Linked DNA regions of Mus musculus: region 1 is linked to region 2. A link is a contact called in public promoter capture Hi-C data. All regions are on one chromosome and are shown on one strand. Each heading gives the region's core, a stretch centred on a gene start, on an enhancer-like site or on the middle of the called end of the contact. The rest is flanking DNA. Distances are from core to core; before and after follow the strand shown.

Region 1 (6,212 bases), core at 2,958-5,457, 95 kb before region 2:
TATAAAGCACTTAGTTGATGATGTTTTTGGATAGGAACAAAAAAAAGTGAAAGAGAAAAAAAATACCAACTATTGAAAACAATTTCTGACCCAAGTACCATGGAAAAGAGCACAAAAGCTTGGTAACTCATTGGTGGTATGCTTAAAATATGCAGAAATCATGTCAATGCATTCAAAATGAGCCAGAAAGGCAGAAAAATATTTGCAATCTTAGGTTGAAAAAACCTCCCTTTACATCTTTCTCTAACATTTGCCAGTATGGTTTTTTAAAATCAACTTTAAGCTGGCAAAGGCAGTATGTTTCTGGGGATCCACACAGCATGTGAATATGAAATCAAACAGTGGTCTCTCAGAGCTGGGCTGTCAGCCTGAGGTATGGGAGCTCTAATGAGTGTTGCTGCATCCTGTGTTCTTCCAGGAAAATCTACATTCCACATGTTCACGTAAAGACAACCAGCTCAGAAAGAAAACTTGGAATCTCTCTGTAATCTATTAATGTTACATAACTCGGAGAGGAATGCAAACCCTAGAGGCTGTGCTGTATGTATGTATGTATGTATGTATGTATATATGTATAGTATGGATTTGACCTGAAGGCTGCTCAATATGTATAGCATGGATTTGATGCCCAGGGCTAACAGTTGTCCAAAACAGTATGGTAATACTCAACAACAAAATGCTGTGATTCCGGCCACTTTCTACTACAGTAAAATACACTGTTAGGTAACTTCTAATACGTTGGTTATTGTGGAGGGTCTCTGCAGGCTTTACAGCAGTCATGGAAACGATCCACAAAGAGGCAAGAATGAAACTTGGTTCAATCTAATTTAGGTAGCTGTGCTTGGTCAGGACTTCCAGAGTCTGACACCAACCAGTTCATTTATTTTAGCCATATTTAAGCAGAGTACCATTTTGGGAAAAAAAAAAGTTTTCTGATAACAGTTAACTCAGTCCCAAGTGCATAACAAATTTAAGACATGTTTACATTGAAATTCTTTACAAAGTACATCTGGCTTTTTTCACCAAGTTGGGTACTATTGACTCAGAAATGGAGACCCAGATTTAGAGTCCAGGGAGACTGACCGAGGGAAACAGAGTACCTGTGGGTGCCAGGATTGTCCTGACCCTAAGGGAGCATAGAAGTCACTTATGCTCTTGTAAAGCACATGTGACGTCATTCACGAGGTCTAAAAGCAATGGTGGTGATTTAGCAGCAAAGGGTCTGGAGTAAGTAAAGTATATCCCAGCAATGTGGGAGATACAGGGAGAGCCTGGCTCATCAGGGAGCAGAGGATTATCAGGTAGAAACCACAACCGTTCCCAGCATTCCTGGAGAAACAGATAAGCACTTCATTCCTTGAAGAGATAAACTGTGTACTTAATTTTTCCTGTCTTCCCCAGTGCTTATCTGTGTACACAAAGATTTTTTTTTTTTGCCCTCTACGGACTGTATTATTTATATGAGATCAAATTTGGTTCATAATTATGCCCATTTTACATAATAAAAGTACTTATTAATTCACTCTAAAAAATCTTCCAATAAACTGTCTGTACATGCAATGAGGTGGTAAAAGTTAATGTGTATGAGGCAGGCAAGATGGCTTAGTGTATAAAAGAGGTTTGCCGATGGGTTGGTCACCTGACTTGTATACCCAGGACGGTGGGCAGAGAAGAGAACTGACTCCTGCATACAGACTCCCACCGATGGACCACAGCACACTCATATACACAAACACACACTTTTAAAAATTAAAGTTTAGAATTATATTTTTAATTGGAATTGGGGCCTAATGAGCCCCACAACTAATCATTTTATAACTTGACATCAAGTAAAGTTATGTTAGACTCATGCAGATCTTTTTTTTTTTCCAAATGTCATAACGCTTTTTAAAGCATAGCAACAGAAACTATGTTAACAAGAGCAGCCAGGCTCAAATAAGATATGCCAACACACTTCTAGAAGACAGGAGTCAGATGGGACACAAGGCAGTCATCTAAGAAGGAAGAGAAATTCTGTCTTCAAGCATGGAAAGGGAGATCGTGAACAAGAAATAAAAGAGCCTTGGTGGGGGCTGGATTCAAACGCACCTTGGAGTCAGCACAAGGCTGGACACTAAATAGAAGTGTGTGTTGTGTTCCTGTGTGGACAGTCAGCTCCCCTGAGTGTTGTTAGCTTTTCACGCCCATCCTCTGAAAGAATTTTAAAGACTTTTTCTTTTAAAACCTAAAAAAAAAAAAACTAAAACATCACCTGTATTTGTTTACTTAAAACACCATAAAATATCCCACAAAGCAGGTGGAATAAACAGAAAATAAAAATCCTTCTTCTCCCGCTTCTGAAGGCCAAAACCTCAAGGTGAAATTCAATTGCTCTTCTGCAGCCACCCCACCCCACCCCACCCCACGTCACCCCCATCCCATGTTGTCACAGTGGGCGTCCCTCCCTTGAGTGACTTGTTCTAATCTTCTGTGACTCTCTATGTCTTCTCGGGGCATCCCTCTACGAGTGTTTGCCCCAAACTCCACATGCTGCAGCTATAATAGTCGTACTGGGGTAGGCCACCATGCCACAGAATTTTGCCTTATTCAGTCGCTTATAGCCCTAATTCCTACACACAGATACATGCTGAGGGACCAGAAAGGAAGATCTCAACGTGTAATTTATAGGAAAAATTCTGCCCGTAGCCACGAGTGCACAGCAAAGTGAAATAATAGCTAAATATGAATTGAAAACCTGTTCACGGGCTGCACCCCGCCCCACCTTGCCAAGCCCTGCCCAGCCCAGCCCGGCCCTCCCCTACCCCCGACCCACCCAGCCCTCACCTACACTGTCTAGCCACGCCCACCCTATCTAGCTCCGCCCCGCCCTGCCCCCACTCCGTCCCGCCCACCAAGCCCTGCCAAGTACAGTCCAGCCCCGCCCTACCTAGCCCAGCCCTCCCCTCCCGGTCTAGCCACGCCCCATCCTATTCAGCCCCGCCCTGCCAAGCCTAGCCCCGCCTTGTCTGTAAGTGGCTCTAGTGTCAAGAAATGTCCTCCTAACTAGAGAAGAGAGCAGGCCTCTCTGTGAGGAAATAGACTGTGCACTGGCCTTAGCCACAGCAGATGCCCTTGGACCCTGATCCTCATCAGGTGGTGGGGTTCCGTTTTTTGTTTCTCTTGACCATAATCTTCTTTTGTATGTTTTAAATAGAATCCCTCTTCCCCCTTAGATTACTGACGTGTTACAACTGTCTATGGCTCTCAGAACTCTCTTGGCATTTCTCCCTATGGCTGACGACTGCGCTTGTTGCATCATCTTTCTGGTTATGCTATTTTTTTATTTTAATTTCCTTTATTCTGCCAGTGGGTTCTTGTTAAAGAAATAAGTGAAATATGTCCCGGTGCATAAATATTCTGGAGTAATGTCCTCATTCATAAATGTGCAACAAGGAAGAATGTGTACCATAAGGAAAGAGGGAGAAACACGAGGAAATACTGTCACCATAGAACGAGCAGGATGGCAGGAAGAGAATAATAGATTAATGCAAAATGGAGGTGTAGTATTTGAGGAGTCACTACGAATGGCAGGAAACGATGTCAGGAATTAACTCTAAAATTGTGATCAAGAAATAACATAGGAGCTGGAGAGATGGCCCAACTGTCATGAGTACTCTCTGCTCTTGCAGAGGGCCCAGATTCAGTTCCCAACACCCACACAACGGCTCAGACCCATCTGTAACTCCAGTTCCAAGGGATCCAGTGCTCTCTTCTGCCTCCCACAGGCACACACAGGTAGTGCACATACCTATAGACAGGCAAACCACTCATACACATAAAATAAAAATAAAGTAAATCTTTAAAGAAAAAGATTAACAGTAAAGGCACACTATTAATAATAACAGAAAACAAATAAATCATGTTTGCCTGCCAAAAATACAAGACTGCTGGTTTTCTTTAAGCCTTAATAATGTGATAACCACAGCGTTGCTTCTTATAATGTCTGTGCTCCTGACTACACAGATCACTTTTTATAAATCAATACTATCTTTAAGCTCTTGGCCAAATAGAGATTTGAGGCTCTGTCAAGGACTATACAGGGTTACCAGAAGCCAGTCCTTTCCAAGAGTCTGTGGGGTTTTTTTAAATTCCAGGAAGACAACATTATAAGCCAGCATAGCTCAGAAACAATAGCGACAGCCCGGCTGGAATGAGTCAGCACTCCCGAGAAAAAGGTGCAGGCTTCCACTGATGGAGAAGTGTAGCCCAGAGTGTGGCAGCCAGCCCGGACAACAGAGCAAAGTGCTGGGGGGAAGGAAGGGAAGGGGAGTGAGGGGAAGAGGAAGAGGAAGAAGGGGAGGGGAGGGGAGGGGAGGGGAGGGGAGGGGAGGGGAGGGGAGGGGAGGGGAGGGGAGGGGAGGGGAGGATGCATATTGGAACTGAGAAACTCAGCATGTAAAAGCCCTTACCATCAAGTCTGACAACCTGAGTTTGGTCCTTGGAAGTAGAAAACCAACTCCCAGAGTTGTCCTCTGACCTCCACGGCATCCCCTACACACAAACACACACACACACAGACACACAGACACACAGACACACAGACACACACACATACATACACATACACACACACATACACACACATACATACATACATACACATACACACACACATAAACACACACACATACACACACACATACACACACATACATACACACACACATACATACATACACATACACACATACACACAAACACACACATACACACACACACATACACACACATACATACACACACACATACATATACATATACACACACATACTCACACACACACACACACATTCATTTTAAAGATAACAAACTTAGAAATCCACAATCGTTTGTCCTTGAAAACATTAGCAATTTTATGCTGAGTACCACTGGAAATTTCTAAGCTGTGTGATAACCAACTTTAATCATCACTAACTTTATTTCACTGAGAGCCAAGCAAAGAAACTCGGGGCCTGCTTAGCATTTTGAACGTGTGCACGTTTCGAACGTGTGCACGGAGAGGAGCACGCTTCCTTATTGTTTTCAGTTTTTATCATCATTATCATTGTCAGCGTGTGTGTACGTGGGATGTGTGTGTGTGGTATGTAGGGGTGGTGTGTGTGTCTGTGTATGTGTGATGTGTGTGTGTGGTGTATGTGTGTGCTGTAGGAAGGTGGTATGCATGTGTATGTGTTGTATATGTGTGTGTTTGTGTATTTATGGTGTGTGTGGTGTGTGTGTGAAGTGTGTTTGTATATGTGTGTGTTTGTAGTGTGTGTGTCTATGGTGGGAGTGTGTGTGTGTGTGTGTGTGAAGTCAGAAGACAACTTTCAAGCATGCTCTCTTTCCACCTTGTTGGCAGGGTGTCTCTTGTTTCTGCCATGCTGACTTTCACACTGCTAAGCCATCACGTCAGCTCAAAGGGAACAATGTCTACGAGGCGTTCCTAGATGAACAATATAGGAAAGCGCCTAACCGTGCTGGCCACTCAGTCCCTAAACCCCAGAGAGACCTCCCAGTCGGACAGTGCTGACTGGGTCCAGCGTGACTCTGCTTACAGAGGAAGTGTAGCCAGAGTGCATTGAGGCAGACTTGGGGTTACCACAGAGAAGGGTGACACTGTCTGTGTCAAGTTCCTCCTGCCCAGGATTAGCCCGACTCTTCATCTGCTCCTAGCATTTTTAAACGTTGAGGTCATTTGAAAAGCAAACAGCAATCCTGTTTATCTTCTGTCTAAAACCAACTTTTCCATCCGTAATGCGCTGCTTGAAGCAAGAAATCTATTATTTCTGAGTAAAATTTGTCTGCTAGAACCCCAGCCTGGGTATATTCTCCTACCAAGGCTTCCTTGGTTACATGTTGTCTTGTTATTCTGCTATGGCATAATGACACACTGAGTTTAGAAACCCTATGGGCATGCACATACGTAAAAGTGGCTACAAGGGGCCGGAGAACTGCCTGAGCAATTAAAAAACATAGTTGCTTTTACAGAAGACCCAGGTTTGATTTCCAATACCCACATGGCAGTTCACAGGGCATCCAGTGCCCTCTCCTGACCTCCTTTAGTACCGGGCACACACAGTGCACATGCACACATTCGGGCAAAGCACACATACACATAAAATCATAAGATATTATTTTTCTTTTCTATGGCTTTAGCGGACTCACAGCTTGCTTCTCTTACTTTATTCTAT
Region 2 (6,194 bases), core at 153-2,652:
TTCGGCTCAGCAATTATGTACTTTAGTACCAGAGACCAGAGATCATTTAAAAGAATGAGAGATGATGTTACTTCACTCACTGGACAAAACCAACTTGTAGTTTTGATCTGAGACAATTACTCCCTGACATACTGCCAAATAAAAAGGAAGGAACAATCTCTCAACCGATGCCAGGGAGGGCACGCCTAGAACACGGTGTCCGGCAGCGCCTGTGTTGTGCCTGTGTCAAGGGCCTGCTCCGTGAGTAAATGCATCCCAGCGTGAAGCGTGGGTGTTTTGTGCAGAGTTGCTTGTGTCTTCTGAAACCCCTGCATCTTGCACTCGGTCACCACCACATTCAGTTTGGTTTGCATGACTCTTTCCTCAATGAGTGAGCAAACACTGGTATGGTTCCAGGACACAACTGTATTTTTAAAATCATTTTTTTTCCTCAAAACATTTATGTACAAATGAAATAAATGGAAGCCAGGATGATTCTTTCTCTATTTATTTGTAACTCACATCATTCTGGAAAGCATATGAAAGCTTTCATTCCAAACAGAAACAAACACAGTATATAGGTTAAAATTATGATCCACTTATATGATTTGGCCACAGACCAGATTTGAGCTATTACAGAGAAGTTGTTAATGTATTCATGATACATGGTCATTTTCATATTTCTTTTTCCCTCCCACTGTTTCCTAAACAGAAATGTTAGTGTGTGCTAGACAAGAAATTAAGTTCTTTGGTTACAATTAGGCCTCTGTTACCAGAAAGGGCACATCACGCCCCCACTCACATGGCTGTGAAATGCGTACACTGCCCCAAAGGTAACCGACAGGGAGCACGGACATTAGAGCAAGAATGGAAAGTGGTACTAGAGGATGACAACCCAACACACAGCACACACTGGCAGCTCTGCACCCACAGCTCTGGACGAGGCAGCAGACATGCAGGCAAGCAGCCTGGAAAACTTCAGCAGGAATCAGTACCCGGGAATGCAAGTCAGTTTTCTACAGAACAGCTAAGACACACAACGCCCACATGAATGGCTCCAAGTGACATCATAAAGTTACACTTTAAAATATGAATGGACTGTAGCGGTTTCTGCCTAGCAAAAGGTTATGTGTGCAGACAACCTCAGAACACAAGTGTAAACTCCTGCATTCAAGGCTGTGCTGCCTCGTCCCGCCCCCTAGTTGATGCATGACACACACACACACACACACACACACACACACACACACACTGCCTGTCTTCAAAGCTGCCCAGGGAAACCTAGGTGGTCCCTGGCTCCAGGTCCTTACCAATGGCGTCAGAGCTCTTGAGTCCTCTCGAAAGCTGACCCACACTGCTACCTCCCACAACTGCCAGTGACGGTTGCTTAGCCATTCAATCTAAAGCAACAGAGCTCCACGGCACTACTTTTCTTCAAATAGCATTTTCTTTCACATGGTTTATTTGCACACGGTTGTTTCCAAGCTCCACAAAGCCTGGCTTTCGTCTTACTGGAGTCCTCACATCTGTCACTTCTGTTTTCATTCTCAGTGCCTTCGCTTTCGTCACAGATACGATTGGGAAGGCTTCAGGTCAGTAACTAGTTCCTGGAACTCAATCAAGGGGACTTAACTTCCCCAACTGGAAATAAGACCCAAAATGTCACAGCAAGCATGACAGAGTCATACCCACAATACATGATCTGATTGGCTAATCACACCCTACATGTAAAGCTGGGTGCAAAGGCTGTCCTCCAGGGCATGTCACAGGACCACCTGTAGAGTCACTAGCACCTAGTGACCTACTGGACCCCAGTCCTCTCTAAACAAGAAAGAGTGTAACTTACCAGAATACTGGGTCACATAACCAACAAATATAGAGAATTCGTTAAAAAAAGTCAGAGAATAGAGACACAGACGTGAACTGTTCTCATGAGGCAAAACACGACACAATTCTCAGAAATCAATCCATTTAACAGACACATAAACCCTTGAAGCTGGGCAGTAACCTTTCCTCTTTGACTCTAGAGGTAAAGAGGACAATGCACTGGAAACTACCGGTTTCCTCCAGTGCACAAAGACTAGTGGGTTTTAACCCTGGCTATCCAGAGTAAGAAAGCTTATACAGCATATCTCACAGAGCTGTTTAAGGGAAATTACCTATTACAGTGGTGTGCCATTTTCTGTCACCCTTTAAAATCCCTTCCTACCATCTCAGTAGCTGTGCTCTGTGATTTAATGGAACTGGGGGGGAGGGGGGGAAGTCAAGGACTTCCATGGGATCAGGTTACCGAGAGGCCATGGAGAGGTTCTCCATGTGTGCTCGCAGGAGTCACAATGGTGGGATACACTGGCACTTTCCAGCCACATACGAGCCTCTCTCTTGTATTACAAACATGGACATGGCTCAGGTTTGTACTCTAGCATTGCATGAGAACAAAGGCATGGAAAACGCTTGGGAAACCAAGTGTGACAAAATGATCCATCTTGGTTAAAGTCTTATCACCTCTCTACCAATATGACCCTGAGTGAGTCATTTAATTTCTTTCTGGATAGATCTCCCATGAAAACAGGGTAATAAATGAACCTGCTTCGTTGGTTGAGAATCCAATGAGTTGCCACATGCTTGCTTTGTGCACAGTAGGTGCTAAATCAGCAATTAATTACTATTGGTGCCTCACGTTAAAGGAAACTCCTCTCCCTAACCTCAGAGCAATCACTTCCGCCGTTATTAAATGTTCCTCCAATTATAGCAAACAGCTTGAGCATCACATACCACAAATCTGTGCTACTAAGAGATCTGAAGACACAGCTTCTCAAGTCCCACTGTCAGCAGCCTTGGAAGAGACAGTGAGAGTCTTCTTGCAAAGAACAACCTGCCTACTTGTGCAACCCTCAAATACAACACCAGGAATCATTCCCAGCAAGCCATGGGGACAGTGTGCTTAGAGCTGAAAAATCCAAATAAAGACATTTTCTCTTCAAACAGGAAAAATCCACATTACTATCTCAGCTTTAAAATGCATTCAAGTAGGCTTGTTCGCTCCTGATGACGTTACAACCGTACCGCTCATACCCTTCCACATTGTACTTCACCTCTATGGGACTTCTGGATGGATCTGAACAACTATCTGGTACTATTTCTATACAGACAGGGGCAACTGTCCTGCATATTGCAGATGGACGGAAGCCCTTCGGCATGTGCACTGAGGATTTAGTGTAGAGACACATCGTTCAACTGCCTCTCCTTCACTAATAGCTCAGAGATAAAAACCTGTCAACTTTTCTGAGTACAATAGACTGTATCAATATGACCAGTGATACATAATCAATATATTATTTAAATTTCTCTTTTCTATATTTAAAATTCTGTATTTTTCTTAATTAAAAAAATTCAGGGTAGATTTTAATACCTTGCTGAGTATTGAAAAAAATTAGTAAATAATGTTCCCTGAATTTAAAAACAGGAAAAAAAAAAACAATTTTAAAAGCTAGACTAGTATTAATACTCAATCTACCATAGGATATATACTATCTTTTTTTTTTGATAACTTTTGGAAACCACCTGTTTCAACACATAGGTACTTAATTTTATTAAGAAAAAGTACTAGAATAATATTTTGACTTCTATTTAGGTTCCACATCTGGACATTAGTCAGCACCCTTACTGTGCAGTGTTTCAGCACGCTACATGAGAACACTAACACAATACATCTTCACCCTTTATAAAGAACAGAAAGCAAATACAGATGAAAAACAGACTTTTAAATAATAAATTCTACTTTTATCACTTGTTGAAAAAAAATCAAAATTTGACCCAAAGGAATCCACAACAAGCTTTCTATGATATAAACAAACATATCCACATCGTTTATTTCTCACAGTTCTCCCGACAAATGAACATTATTCAAGAACATACTGTATACACAGATAAGAAACATACAAAATGTTTTAAATGATGCACAACAAAATCCAGCAGTATAAAAAGAATTGTGAACTCTTGCTCACTGTGCAGACTACATTTAATCACTCGTTAAATAGTAATAAAAATACAATCTTTTATGGATCTTGTGCAGACTACAAAAGAGGGAAAATTATCACCATATATATGATTTTTATATTAGGCAGTTTTCTTTGACGAGCTGTACTGACAACTCCACACAGAGGCAGAAGGCTGTGTACTTTAGAGGGATTAATGGTGTGAGTCAGACTTTACAGTTACTACCACTGGCACTTCTCAACATAGTCTGTACACATCACATGATCATCTCATATAACATGACATTAAAAATATATCAGCGAGACAACTTCATGACATTCACACCCCATGAGCTGGTTACAGAAGCAAAGCCACAGCTATGTCTTGCTTTGCTCTTGGTAAGGACAGGTCATCGTGATTAGAAGTTAGGTATCAAACCGTTAAGCAGCTCCAGTCTACTACAGGCCATCAGTGACCACCAGACAGTGAGTTCTTTTAGAGTACACATCCTAGAAGCAAACACCATCACTGGTTAAAACTTCATCTATAAGTCTGTTTCTGCGCTGAAAACTATCTTCACAAAACTGAAAGCTACTAAACTGATTTAATATAAATACTTTGTCTTTCATTATCATATTTATGACCGAGGTCTTTTAAACCTTTGGAATTGACTCTGGCATTAATACGTGCTCTTGTTTCCACCTCACCCATTTAACACCACCACCTACAAGGCTTTAGGTTAGTGGTGAAAATCTCACCAGGGAACCTCTCGGCTCACCAGGAATGTTCAGCTGCTGATCTACAGCCACACAGTGCAGAGCTGTACTGGACGAGAACACTCGGGGAGCTCTCATGCTGTGAGTGTCCAAACCGTGCACACCATTAACCATGATGCCACTGCTGCGTGTTGACGAGGACTAGTGCGGACGACACTCTCCCATGTCATCTGTTGGCTGGGAAGTAGTTGGGGTCCAGATAACTATAACTGGTGCCCTGGGACACACAGTAATCTCTGTCTAAGAACGTCTCTGACTTATAAACAGGTTCTAACTGGTGGTCTTCCTTGTGAATATCTGTTTCATGTGGGCTGCAAGTAAAAAACACACAGACATGCATCTCATTATTACATGACTCCAGACCCATTTCATTATTACACGACTCCAGATGCATTTTGATTTACCCATTAAAAAATCTTCCCACTTAATCTCTCAGAAAGTTTTAACAGAAAGTTGCTTGAGATCTGGTGTGATTTAAGGAAGATTTTAACTGCTTAGAATAAAATCTAATGCATAAACAATTACACTCTAACTAAACAAGTTTGGAAATAAAGTTCACTGTTTGAGTCTACTGTTTCTGAAATAAAACACTTACCAGTCTGAACAAGAGTCACAGAAATCCAAAGACATTTCTGGAGGGCAGTCCTGGCAGTGCCACCGGACTCCTTGGATAGGTTCCACACCACAGTTATCACACTGCAACAGACAGAAACTCAGAAGAGTACTTGGCTGTGTTTCTTTTCTACCAGGAAGCACATGATATGATAAAGACATACCCTCCCTCCATGCTGTGATATAACACACTTGCTTAAGTCAGACAGAAGTCCCAGTGGAATAGATAAAGGGTCCAGCCACTGAAGCTCAGACTACTGGTAAATGAGAAATGCCCATGCATTTATCCAAGAAGTTTTTAAGCCAATCACCTCAAAGTTGAGTATTTTGCCACTAGTAAACATTTGCTTGAAACCAGTGAGCAACTGTGAACACCCGACTCACAGAGAGCTAGAACAGCCCTGGGCATGAACTAGCAGACACTCAGTGTTAGAGTCCTCTCTAGACAGTTATCAGATTGATCCCAAAGAACAAAGCCTACAATGACAAGAAAGCAGGCACAGCTTGTTCTCCATAGGGCAGTGCACTGCAAGACTGTCTCAGTGTAGAATGTTGGAAACTGAAGGACTGTGATTTGGATGAGAACAGCTTATAGGGGCTTATATTTGAATGCTTGGTCTCTGATTGGTGGAACTATTTTGGAAGGATTAGGAGGTGTGCCCTAGTCTCTTTCTGCCCACCGCCAGAAGAGCAGAATGCAGCGCTACTGCTCTGGCACTATGCCAGCTTGCTTCCCACTCTAAAATTGTAAGAACCCCCCCCCTTAATGTTTTCTAAGAGTTTCCATATGATGTCTCTTCACAGCAATAGAACAGTGATCTTTTTTCTTTTTTTTTGTTTTTTCGAGAC

Evidence for each region. Capture Hi-C pulls out chosen DNA fragments and counts their contacts.
Region 1: a promoter capture Hi-C map of pancreatic islet shows a contact between it and region 2. The contact joins two enhancer-like sites. A contact is called at or near these places in 1 of 15 datasets of contacts at CTCF or cohesin (the NIH/3T3 cell line) and 1 of 9 other capture datasets (pancreatic islet).

Annotation. Positions count from the first base shown.
Region 1 is chr3:152,554,641-152,560,852 of GRCm38.p6, reverse strand. The region is part of intron 6 of Ak5 (adenylate kinase 5); the gene reads left to right. Among named protein-coding and RNA genes, the nearest start is that of 3110067G11Rik, 68 kb to the right of the region's middle. Within about 2 kb of position 4,207, at least 74 of the 459 cell types and tissues checked have an H3K27ac peak or open chromatin away from gene starts, as enhancers often do. A contact at or near this core is called in pancreatic islet, where this site is marked.
Region 2 is chr3:152,457,104-152,463,297 of GRCm38.p6, reverse strand. Zzz3 (zinc finger, ZZ domain containing 3) reads right to left here. Exons shown (of 14, transcript NM_001080755.2): 13 at 5,329-5,429; 14 at 472-5,044. The coding sequence ends at 4,900. It overlaps Ak5 (adenylate kinase 5), which reads left to right. Exons shown (of 14, transcript NM_001081277.2): 14 at 1-483. Among named protein-coding and RNA genes, the nearest start is that of 3110067G11Rik, 29 kb to the left of the region's middle. Within about 2 kb of position 1,402, at least 11 of the 459 cell types and tissues checked have an H3K27ac peak or open chromatin away from gene starts, as enhancers often do. A contact at or near this core is called in pancreatic islet, where this site is marked.